3 separate regions of the Mus musculus genome follow, and regions 1 and 3 are each linked to region 2. A link is a contact called in public HiChIP or PLAC-seq data. All regions are on one chromosome and are shown on one strand. Each heading gives the region's core, a stretch centred on a gene start, on an enhancer-like site or on the middle of the called end of the contact. The rest is flanking DNA. Distances are from core to core; before and after follow the strand shown. Region 1 holds the start of LTO1 (ABCE maturation factor). Region 2 holds the start of Fgf4 (fibroblast growth factor 4). Region 3 holds the start of Fgf15 (fibroblast growth factor 15).

What was found. HiChIP or PLAC-seq counts read pairs in DNA pulled down with a chosen protein or histone mark.
Region 1: an H3K4me3 HiChIP or PLAC-seq map of embryonic stem cells shows a contact between it and region 2, with 41 read pairs. The contact joins the promoter of LTO1 here to the promoter of Fgf4 in region 2. A contact is called at or near these places in 6 of 39 promoter capture datasets (the 3T3-L1 cell line, the SN4741 cell line, embryonic stem cells and 2 more), 1 of 484 Hi-C or Micro-C datasets (embryonic stem cells), 3 of 115 datasets of contacts at active chromatin or transcription factors (all in embryonic stem cells) and 3 of 9 other capture datasets (adipose tissue, liver and pancreatic islet).
Region 3: an H3K4me3 HiChIP or PLAC-seq map of embryonic stem cells shows a contact between it and region 2, with 68 read pairs. The contact joins the promoter of Fgf15 here to the promoter of Fgf4 in region 2. A contact is called at or near these places in 9 of 39 promoter capture datasets (the 3T3-L1 cell line, the SN4741 cell line, embryonic stem cells and 3 more), 4 of 15 datasets of contacts at CTCF or cohesin (CD8 T cells and embryonic stem cells), 17 of 484 Hi-C or Micro-C datasets (B cells, LSK cells, Th2 cells and 8 more), 12 of 115 datasets of contacts at active chromatin or transcription factors (embryonic fibroblasts, embryonic forebrain, embryonic limb bud and 3 more) and 3 of 9 other capture datasets (adipose tissue, liver and pancreatic islet).

What each region holds. Positions count from the first base shown.
Region 1 is chr7:144,913,753-144,917,110 of GRCm38.p6, reverse strand. It overlaps LTO1 (ABCE maturation factor), which reads right to left and starts at 2,011. Exons shown (of 4, transcript NM_001357869.1): 1 at 1,782-2,011; 2 at 578-683. The coding sequence starts at 1,873. Bc1 (brain cytoplasmic RNA 1) reads right to left here and starts at 2,641. Exons shown (of 1, transcript NR_038088.1): 1 at 2,488-2,641.
Region 2 is chr7:144,859,890-144,863,450 of GRCm38.p6, reverse strand. It overlaps Fgf4 (fibroblast growth factor 4), which reads right to left and starts at 2,065. Exons shown (of 3, transcript NM_010202.6): 1 at 1,619-2,065; 2 at 1,116-1,219; 3 at 1-686. The coding sequence starts at 1,946. The coding sequence ends at 510. RefSeq lists promoters at 2,062-2,499, 2,062-3,561.
Region 3 is chr7:144,894,360-144,897,985 of GRCm38.p6, reverse strand. Fgf15 (fibroblast growth factor 15) reads right to left here and starts at 1,454. Exons shown (of 3, transcript NM_008003.2): 1 at 1,055-1,454; 2 at 767-870. The coding sequence starts at 1,307. Gm26793 (a long non-coding RNA gene) reads left to right here. Exons shown (of 2, transcript XR_003946907.1): 1 at 1-910; 2 at 1,081-3,626. RefSeq lists a cis regulatory region at 1,588-1,602, enhancers at 2,443-2,475, 2,496-2,847, 2,305-2,847, 2,822-2,868 and a promoter at 1,369-3,626.

The sequences.
Region 1 (3,358 bases), core at 762-3,261, 54 kb before region 2:
CTGTGTGACATAACCAAAGATTGTTACTTCAGAGACCCATAGATCTGTAGGGACCTGCTTTGTGGCATCAGGTATCTGACACTATCATGACCTCTTCTGCCAGTCAGGATCAGGGATCTGGAAGAGGGAGCTAAGCAAGGACAAAGACAAGGGAAGAAAAACTGTGGAGCCTATGGGATGTCACAGTGAACATGGCACACATCTGGGTGAGGCCGGAACTGGCTAAAGATATGAGACAGCGCTGTGCTACTCCATAACCAACTTTGGTGACTCTGTGCTAAGGATTTTCTGTCTGGGCGATGAATCCACACCAAAGGCCTTGTAGTGGGGAAAAGGCAAGATGCTGTGAGGAAAAGTTCAATGCCTTTGTTCTTCTCCTCAAGGCACTGTTTCAAAGCCATGGCCTTATGCATGCTGGTGCATGCTCTGCTGTTGAGCCACTTCCCCAGCCTGGTTTTTGGAGACAGGATCTCACTATCTAGCTGAGGCTTGCCTAGAGTTCCCTGACTGTTGGGATGACAGGTAAGGACCACCACACTCATCTATGAAGTCACTTCTAGGCAGCCCTCTCACTTACCTCAGACCCAATCTTGGCTCCATGTACCATGCCATACCGCTTTCCTTCAACGATCCCCAAGCTACTGCCTTCTTCATAGCCTTCCTGATATCCCTCCCCATGGAATCTGTGATAAAGAAACACACATCATCAGGCAAGATACCTCTTCCTGCCTTGTATTATCCAGATCCCACTGGACCCAGCAGTCTGGGTAGTAGGAAAAGCTTAAAACTCAAGTCACAGAATACAGCTTCTAGGTCTAGCTCTTCTACACCCTGGCCCATTACTGTGCCCATTAGTCCCATTTTTGAGGCAGTATCTCACTGTGCAGCCAAGGCTGGCCTCCAATTCAAGCAGCCCTGCCTCTAGCTCTTGAATGCTGAGATTACAGGTGTGTGCCACCATCTCCAAGAGGAGCCCTGATACATATGGGCTACATTCTGTGGCAAACACTCTACTAACTGAACTACAGCCCCAACCCCTAGAAAGCCAGGTTATCATCTGTAACTGTAGGTAGGCTACACAGATGACTACCAAACCCAGCCGAGCACCAGAACCCACAAGGAAAATGTAAAGATACAAACTCAAGCAAGCTCGGAACACACTAGGAATCTACTTTTGAAAATGTAGGTGTGAGGGTAGGTGCATCTGAGCCTACATGCCATCATAACTCAACCTGTTTGTTTCTAAAACACTCCAAGCACCCAGGACTCCTCACACCTCTGTAGAGGTACAGAAAATGTCCCCAAGATCAAGACAGTATGCCACCACTGGGATGCTCTGGGTAGGTGGGTATTATTGTGTCTAAGAGTTCAACCCTCAAACTGGCAATAAATTGCTGCCGGCGCTGTTGAAGGAATGTTCTGGAAGCCCCCATGTGAGGCAGTGAACAGCTCCCCATTTGGGGGCGTGGGCATCTGCCAGGACCCGACTCCCTAAACCGAGCCTGAGCAGTCACCCGGGGAGGTACCCAACCCACAATGAGCAGCCAGCCTGGAGAGGCCAAGATGACCTGGGCCACCGTCCCGCCCAGGCGTTCCCTGGGGACTTTTCAGGATCCAAAGGGGCCTGCCCGACATATCCATCAGCAGACCCATGAATACCGCCGTATGTGCGGCAATTAAAGGACAAGAAAAAGTGGCAGCTCGCAGATGGCGAAGGCGGGTATCCCCGAGGACTGCCCAGCAGCTGCCGGGGCGGGGCGGAGCCGGGTCTCTCTGCCCACCTCTCATCCGCCATCACGACGGCGTCAAATATGTCCTGCTCCACGGCCATGGCGGTGTCTCGGCTCTCCCCCGGCCCTCGCATTCCTTTCATTCTGTGTAGTAATCGCCAACTGGCGAGACGCGATCACAAACGCCCGGATTGTCAGAATGAAGAAGACACTTCCGTGTATGCCGCGCGGAGCAGGGCGGGTAAGGACGGCAAGCTAAAGAAGCCAAAAAAAAAAAAAAAGCCCATCCCACTGCGCATGGGTAGATGCTACATGGGCGGGGCTAGCCCGAGGGAAGCCTTGCTCCTCCTCCTTGGTACCGCTCGCTCCGTGGTGGGTGGGGCGGGTCAGGTCGCTTGGGGCACGTCGTCTGGGTCGCTCGCGGTGTCCAGACGAACCCTGCTTTTATTTTCAAAATCCAAACAGATGGGACCGAATTCACAAACGTGGGTCTTAAAGAAATGAGAAAAGTTACCAAAGATCTGGCACAGGGGCGTTCCCAGGAAATGGAGGAAGGGCCCAAGGGGCAGGCTTCAAGGAGGGAGGAGTATCCGGCATCCTCTGCTGTCACCGGACTGTCAATCACCGCATCTGTACACTGCACCGGACCCTCCCTGAGGGCTGGAAACGATTTGATACTGCGATATCCTAAAGGGCAGATAATAAATATTGCCCCCAGACATGAAAATGCCCTTGGGGGGGGGTCTTTGAAAATGAAAAAGGTTGTGTGTGCCAGTTACCTTGTTTTTTTTTGGTCTTTTTGTTATTTTGTCTTTTTTTTTTTTTTTTTTTTTTTCCAGAGCTGAGGACCGAACCCAGGGCCTTGCGCTTGCTAGGCAAGCGCTCTACCACTGAGCTAAATCCCCAACCCCGAACGCTAGCACTTGCTGCCAGTATTTAAAGCAAAACTGAAGTATTTCATACACAGTCAAGTATCAGGTGGTTCCGAAGGGCTGGCCGGCAGGAGGAGCCACTTTGTCCAAGCGCTCCAATCTCACAGGCACCCACTCTTCAAACAGCAGAAATTGAAGTTAGTTTTCTCATCATTTCCATCAGAGATACCTTCCAAAGTATAGTTTTAAAGAGTATTCCACAGTACAGTAAGTTCCTTAGGCAACAATTGCTAACAAGTTAATCAGCTCCTGTATAAAAGAGACCAGAGATACAACACTGTAATTGATGGAGGGCTGAATAAGTAAACACGCCACTTGAACTGAATTTCATCTGTGCAAATGAATCCTTAACTATAACAAAATGCTTTTTGAAAATGAGAACTACTGTGTCAGACAGAAGAGAGAAGTTTGAGTCTGGTGATGAACATGATGGCATGTTGACTGAAGAAGAGATAAGCCTGGAGAACAGCCTAGAATGTCTCCTAGGAGTAAAACTTCCGTGATAAAAATAAAATCACAAACTTCAGGAAGGATAGAGCAGTGAGCACTCGCCATGACAGGCAAGTATGGTTTCTCAGGAAAATAAAGTGAGTCCCTCACACTCTGCTCACGCTGCTCACACTGCTCATCAGAAGAGTCTACACCAAGTAAAAAGTTAACCACAAAAAGAAAAAGGAGGCCAGGTGCGGTGGCAAA
Region 2 (3,561 bases), core at 816-3,315:
AAAGATCAGTCTTGGAGATCTAAAAACAGAGGCGGGAGGACTTCTGTCCCTGGAGTAAACCGATCCGACAGGGTTCATACCAAAGGAAGCAGAGGGAGCGGCGACGGCAGAATGCTCCCGATCGGGAACGCTCAGGGTCCTTCTCACTGCCTCAGAGGTCCCAGGCAGGCCTTTCCAGTTACAGGCCAGGCACCCTTGGAAACTGATGTCACCAAGTTTTAGAGGCACACATGAAACAGCATCACACCCATATCTTTGATAGTGAAGAAAGAAGTCTGTTCCGCTATTCCAAAGAGGTCTGAGCTGCAATTTGTTTGTTCTTTTGGTCATATCCCCCCCCCCGAAAATGAGAATACATAAAATTATAAATAATTGGGCGTCCATATATACATATTTAAATAATTTAAATATCTTAGACCAGTTTTTTTGCAAACAATTCTCCATCGAGAGAAAGTGCTCCTCCTGAGGGGTAGGGTGTGCTTCCGAGGCTGAGGCAGGGCTCCGGAGGGTCACAGTCTAGGAAGGAAGTGGGTTACCTTCATGGTAGGCGACACTCGGTTCCCCTTCTTGGTCCGCCCGTTCTTACTGAGGGCCATGAACATACCGGGGTACGCGTAGGATTCGTAGGCGTTGTAGTTGTTGGGCAGAAGTATTTCTTTGAATTTACACTCGTCGGTAAAGAAAGGCTGGGAAAGAGGGTACTGGGTGAGCCAGGGACCTGCCGCAATCGGGACCCAAGAGATCTTTCTTAGGTAGGCGGAGTGTCAAAACTGTCCCAGATTTCGAAGAGGTGATAAGTCCACGCTAGGCATAGCTAGCTCACCTGCTTTGCCCCTATCAACTTAATATCTCCTGCTGGAGTACCCCTCTCCCCGCCCCACCCGCCCCAATCAGTAAGTACCTCACTCAGGAGGAAATTGGATGGGGTAGTTCCCTTGGTCTAGAAACCCAGCCTGGCTCTGGCTACTTTGACTGAAAACGTGAGACCTGGCAATCCTACTGCCAGTCCTCTGTGACCAACACACAAGTGTATGTGTGGGGTGAAGGGTTTACAATCCCGCTAGTCTTGCACACTGTATCGAGCAGGTGGCCCAGCCAGACCCGCTGGCACTCACCACACCGAAGAGCTTGCCCCTGCTGCTCATGGCCACGAAGAACCGGCTGGCCACTCCGAAGATGCTCACCACGCCTCGCTGCACCGGAGAGAGCTCCAGAAGACCTGGGGAGGCGGGGGTTGGGGGGGAGGGATCGCAGGTCAGAAAAGCCTAGGTGACCCTGGACCCACACAGACCCTCCGACTCTAAGCCTCTTGGGATCTCGATGCTGGGGTGAAAAGCCCAGGGTCCCCAAAGCAAGCTTTAAGAGCTCATCTCCTGTCTACCGGTGGCCCTCAAGTCCAGCCTCAGTCTGGGCGCTTGTCCCGGGCTCCCGTGGGTGCGGGCGGGTGAAGGCGATGGAATTCCGCACCGAGAGACCAGGCTTCCGAAGGCGGGAGGCGGGGCTCGGCCGCCGGGTGCGCTCTCAGTCCTGGAGCCCAAGGGGTGGGAGCTCGACTCTACTCAGCCCCCGAGACTACTACTGCCCGGGACCCTATCCCCTCGGCGCGCCCAGAACTCACTGTCCCTCGTGTCTGCGTGCACACCACCGATGCGGCCGTCGGGCAGCACCTGCAGGTGGAATCCGATGCCCACGTTGCAGTAGAGCCGCCGAAGCCTTTTGAGGCCCAGCAGGTAGTCCCCTGCGCCGCTGCGGACCGCCGCCTGCGGGGGCTGCGCGGCCACCGGCAGGCGTGCCAGCGAGCGGGCCACCAAGCCGTCCCAGCCGTGCCCCAATTCTGCGTGCCGCGTGCCGTTGGGTGCGGCGGTCCCTCGGTCCGCCAGGGCCACCACCAGGGCCAGCAGGACCCTGGGCAGCAGCGTCCCTGTGGTCGGCCCGCGTTTCGCCATCCCGGCCCGCGGGCCGTGCGTGAGTTCGAGCTGCGGGCCGTGAGTTCGGTGAGTGCTGCGCACAGACCTAAGTAGCGAGAGCAAATAGGGACGCAACGGTGGCGGGATAGTCCCCGCGCGCCCAGCCCTCCGGAGCAGTGGTATATATAGCCGGCGCCCCCTCCTACTCGCCTGCCCCGCGGGGCGTCGGTCGCCTGGGAGCCGGGGCGCAGGCCGCCTGCCAATCACCGCCGGGGGAGGAGGCGCGGGCCTGGCGGTGGCTACTGTCACCTGGAGAGACCCCAACCCCTTACTCTTGGCTCCGCCCCGCACTCGAACCTGTTGATCCCGCCCCTTGGCTCTCTGCTCCCCAGGGCATCTCCTGTGCTCCTTCCTTGCGGGACACTTGGTGAACCGCCAGAACCTTTCTGCTGCGCCAAGGACTGGCTTGAGCTGACGGTGGGAGGCAAGTCACACTGTGGCTTGGCTATCAGGGTGTAACTCTAAGGGAGCCGGGAGGTAGGGCACGATCGGAGGGAGGGAGGCAAGGCTTGGTCTGGCCCCAGAGGCTTGGAAATTTAAGGGTCTTCCAGGTGATGGGAAGTCTAAACTACGGAGTGGGTGCTTCTAAGAGAACTCAGGTTGAGGACATTCAGGGACAGCAGAGACCCGCACTTTCCTCCTAGGTAACCCAAGGCAAGGACAGAAAGCTGGCAAGACATTGGGCATCAGTTCCCCAGAGATTTTCAAGTGTGGAGGCCAGAACTTCCCAACCCAGGAGCATGTCAAACTCTAAGGATCTGGAAGGGTCCCTTCCCCCACCAGCACCCCCACACCCAACTGTGGCCATTCTGGCCTGATGGGGGTGAACTGGGCAGAACCCTGGTACTGTTCTCCTAGGTGTGAATGTCCCTGTTCTGTGGTATCTGAGGAACCTGGAGCCAGCAGGTGACCTGGCCACTGATGGAGGAGCCGAAGAGCCTGCTGCACCCCCTCACCGAGGAATCAGTAATTTGGACCAGAGCTTCTGGGAGCTGTGGCTTCCTTCTGCCAAACCTCTGTCATTGGGCTTGCACCAATCATTCCTGGTCCTACTCAGAACACCAACGGAAATGCAGCCAGGTCCTGAGACCTAGAGGAGACACTTGAGCATCTATCTATCCCTTAGTGGGGATTACACCATGTCTCCAAATCCCTTAATGAGGCATTCTGATGCACCTGGCAGCCTGGGATAACCGCATCCTCCAGTGGCAGGTAGAGCTGCTGCTGGCCTTGCTTGCTAGGGAGCAAAGTCAGCTGTGCACAGGCTCCCACGAACACGTGTGCGCACGCACACACGCGCGCGCGCGCGCACACACACACACACACACACACACTCATGGATGTACACACATAAGCATGCATACACACACCCTGCTGAGAAACATCCCTTCCTGTAACAGGGTTCCCTAGATCCCCTGCTGTGTCACTGGAGGAGGGCTGCAGGCCTTAGTCTGGGCACTCCTGGGTGTTCCTTTCTGGGGCTGGGCCCAGGCTGGATCAGATCTAGATCATTGCCCTGGTGGTAGGCAGGTCCCCCCACCCCAACTCAATTTGGGAGTGCATCCCTGACTCTGTGACTGCAGAAGGAGCTGCT
Region 3 (3,626 bases), core at 205-2,704, 35 kb before region 2:
TTTCTTTCTTTCTTTCTTTCTTTCTTTCTTTCTTTCCTTTCTCTGTGGTCTTTTCATGTAGATAAATCAACTTCAGAGCCACAGACAATTTGGGGACTCTTAAAGAAACAAAACAACAAAAACGTTAAGTCCGGTAGCCATCCTTCCCCACTGGGGGACCTCGCACTGGTACTGCCAGAGGTAGGGCTGAAGGCTTCTTTGAACCCAGCCTCTATTCCTACAGAGCACTAGCCTACATACTTCATGACTACCGATTTTTAGGGGTTATGTGAACCTAGCCATCTCGCCTCACTCCAGTTCCCCCAGGTCACAAGCAGATGAGCATCTTGGGTACTTTCTAAAGTATCTAATTTTTGCATCACACCATGGACCTAAGAAAAATTGATTGAAAAGACCCTTCTTTCCTTTTTCTTTTCTTTTTTATTTGAGGGAGGGGGAGGAAATCGAGGACCACGAACACGCAAAGCCAGGAGAGGAGGCTTTCCTGTTCAGTATCAAAGGGGCCGAAAGCTGAATGGGACTCAGCAGTTAGCCCAGTCTTTGGGAAGATTAGACAGCTTCTCTGGTCTCCCTGCTCCCCCGCTACAGCCTGGGGCCATCACTTTACGCAGGGCGGGCAAGAGCAATATTAGCCCCACTATCATTGGTACCTTGCCCTCGAAGTTCCTTTTGGACCTGAGCAGGAGGCGAAAGAACAAACAAACAAACAAAAACAATACGGACCCAACGCGGCCGCGAGCATCCCGCCGCGTGGAGGAACACTCACCAGCCCGTATATCTTGCCGTCCGCGCTCATGCAGAGGTACCGCACGCTGCTGACGTCCTTGATGGCAATCGTCTTCAGAGCGACCGCGCGGAATTCCAACAAATCTGCGAGCAAGAGAAAGATGTTGCCGGGCCCCAGCAACACGTGAGTACAGCGGGGCCACACTGCATCGCCCTTCCCCAGCTCCAGTCTGGAAGTCAGGGGTGGGAGGATGTTAAGGCCACGGCGACACACCCACGTGCTTCTGGGTCCTAAGGGACCGGAGGGGACGGGCTGAATGATACTCACTTCGTTCGTTTTGGTCCTCCTCGCAGTCCACAGAGCCGTCGCTCCGGATTCGGAGGAAGCAGTTGGAGACATAGGGACCAGCGGAGTACAGGTACTGCAGGCGGGTAATCTTGCCCCAGCCGTAGAGAAAGAGTGGATCTTCATCTGACACAGACTGGGATTGCTGAGCCAGGGGACGCCCAGACACAGCCAGCCACAGAGTGGCCAGGACCAGGGCTCGGGCCACCGCACGCCCGTTCCACTTTCTCGCCATGACACCTCGGGGTCCTGAAGGCCGTTACAAAGGTGGCGCGGAGACTGCGATGCGGCGGGGACTCAAGTTGCAGGCGCAGGGCAGGCACAACCCACAAAGCAACTGGGCGCTTGTGGCGTGGGGCGCACAGAGTTACTGCTCCGACAGTGGGGTGGCTCCGGGCACGCGGCCTTATATACGTTTCGTCCCGCGGGCCCCGCGGGTAGGTGACCCGGGCATCAGAGCATTTCTCCTCCTAATTGCATCAAGTCTCCGCCCCCCGCACACACCCATTCAAGCCCCAACCCAGTGACCCCGCCCAGGCCGGCCAGATCTGGCAGAGGAGGAGCCCCCCCTTTGCGACCCTGGCCTGGGGAGCAAGTGTTCAATGCACAGTATCTTGGTGGTTATTGAATAGGCTATTTTAATTTTACTATTAATTATTGAGGTCTTCAGGCCCTGGGCTTTCAGAGGGATGCGCGTGGGACAGTCACAGAGACTAGAAGGCACGCAGAGCTCTGCCTCCGTAGCCCCCTGTTTGAGTCTTGAATCTCTCCTTTAGCACGCTATCGCAGATCCTACCCTCCCTCATTCTCCCGGCCCCAGACCTAGGCTCCCTTTTCATGGATATTTGCCCTACAAGGTGGAGACCTCGTGAGAACGTGTCGCACGCACTAGGTGGCGCTTCAGCCCTAGTTTCGGTCTCCAATGTGCTGCCAGTCGCTGTCTGCACGTCCTCTGCCTGCCTCGCGCGTGGACTCCACAAGTGGAATGTCACTGGGGCTGCGACTTTTGAGAAGGGTGGACTGACCAGCGTGCAGAAGCACGGCAGGCCGCGGGATCCCCTCTTGGGTCGATGATCAGGCCCTTGAGTCTGTGCGCGGGGGACAGCTGCGTACCGGAGAGGAGGGGGCCAGCTAGGAGCAACGGTGGACGCTGCTGGCGGCCGGTCAGGTGGGAGGAGAATGGGGGCTTCTCCTAGAGCCGCTCTTGCAAAGAAAAGGAGGCAGCCTGCAGAGAATTCCCCTGCCTGAAAGAAAGGGTCCTCGCAGGGGGCTTTGGCTCAGCGCTTATCCTTTCTCATTATGCCTCCAACCCCCCAACTCCTGTATGTGGGGCCCCAGGAGGCTGGTTTGGGTAAAAAGGTACTGGCCTAGCTCCGTGGTGATGGGAGGTCTGTCTGCAGGGGCGGGACAGCAGAGAAATGGCAGATCTGATGAATCTCAATGAGGAACACGCCACTTTCAGACGCCATCAGTGACTGGCATTAATGACGGAGCTCTGGGAGAATGTCATCAGGAAAGCCTTTACAAAAAGACATCACCGAAGGCTCTCAGGACCGGGGACTCCCATGCTGTGAGGCTTGTTTTAGAGAGCGATGTCTCCTGTAAAATCTAATTACTTCTCCCTTGTGATTCTCAATCGACAGCGCGGGCTATTAATCTTAATTGCCTTCTCCTGACGCTTTTGTTTTAATGTCCGTGATAAATGTGGGGTACCAGGGAGGTTGGCAGAGGCTTTACTGAAGAGTCCCCCCAAATTGGGCTGGAGGGTGGCATGCGGGTGGCAGCACCCCATCCCCACTCTGCGCCCTTCTCAGGGACTCCCAGAAGAGTTAGAGATGTTGGTAATGGAGTGATCAGAGGAAAGTCTGTTGGGTCACTGGGGGCCGCCATAAGAACATTCTTCTCCAGGGCGGGTTTTACTTCCACCTCTGAACAAGGTAGAAAATGGGACTCTGGAAAGTGACAGAGCGCCCCCAAGGATGCACATCGTAAGAGGTGAAGATGGAGCCTTGTTTGTGACAAAGGCAGGATGGCCTGTCTCAGAGCACAGGAGTGACAGTGGATCCACAGATGGCTACTCCCTGGGCACATGGTGAACTCTTGCCAGTTACATCAGCCTGCTTTTGGGCTTAACTTGTGTTGTTTGGAAGAGTAGACATAGGAGTCCTAAGATCTCTCTGTGTATAGAAGAGCCTGTGCTTTTCACACGGAGAGCGAGAGTCTATTAAGTGGCTTTTTATAATTACAGCAATGTGGGAACGAATCGCAGGGTGTGAGGTGGGCGTGCCCAGGAAATTCTGATCACCACTCCTAGGTTTTGGGGATATCCCCCCTCCCCGGGAGAAAATTGAAGGAAAAGAAAGAAAGAAAGAAAGAAAGAAAGAAAGAAAGAAAGAAAGAAAGAAAGAAAGAAAGAAAGAAAGAAAGAAAGAAAGAAAGAAAGAAAGAAAGAAAGAAAAGGGAAAGCGATTTTTTGCAAGCAGGGGGCGCTGTTGTTACTTTATAGACTCTCTTGATGAAAGAGAAGGTGCCTGCTGCTTTCTGCGGCCTCTGG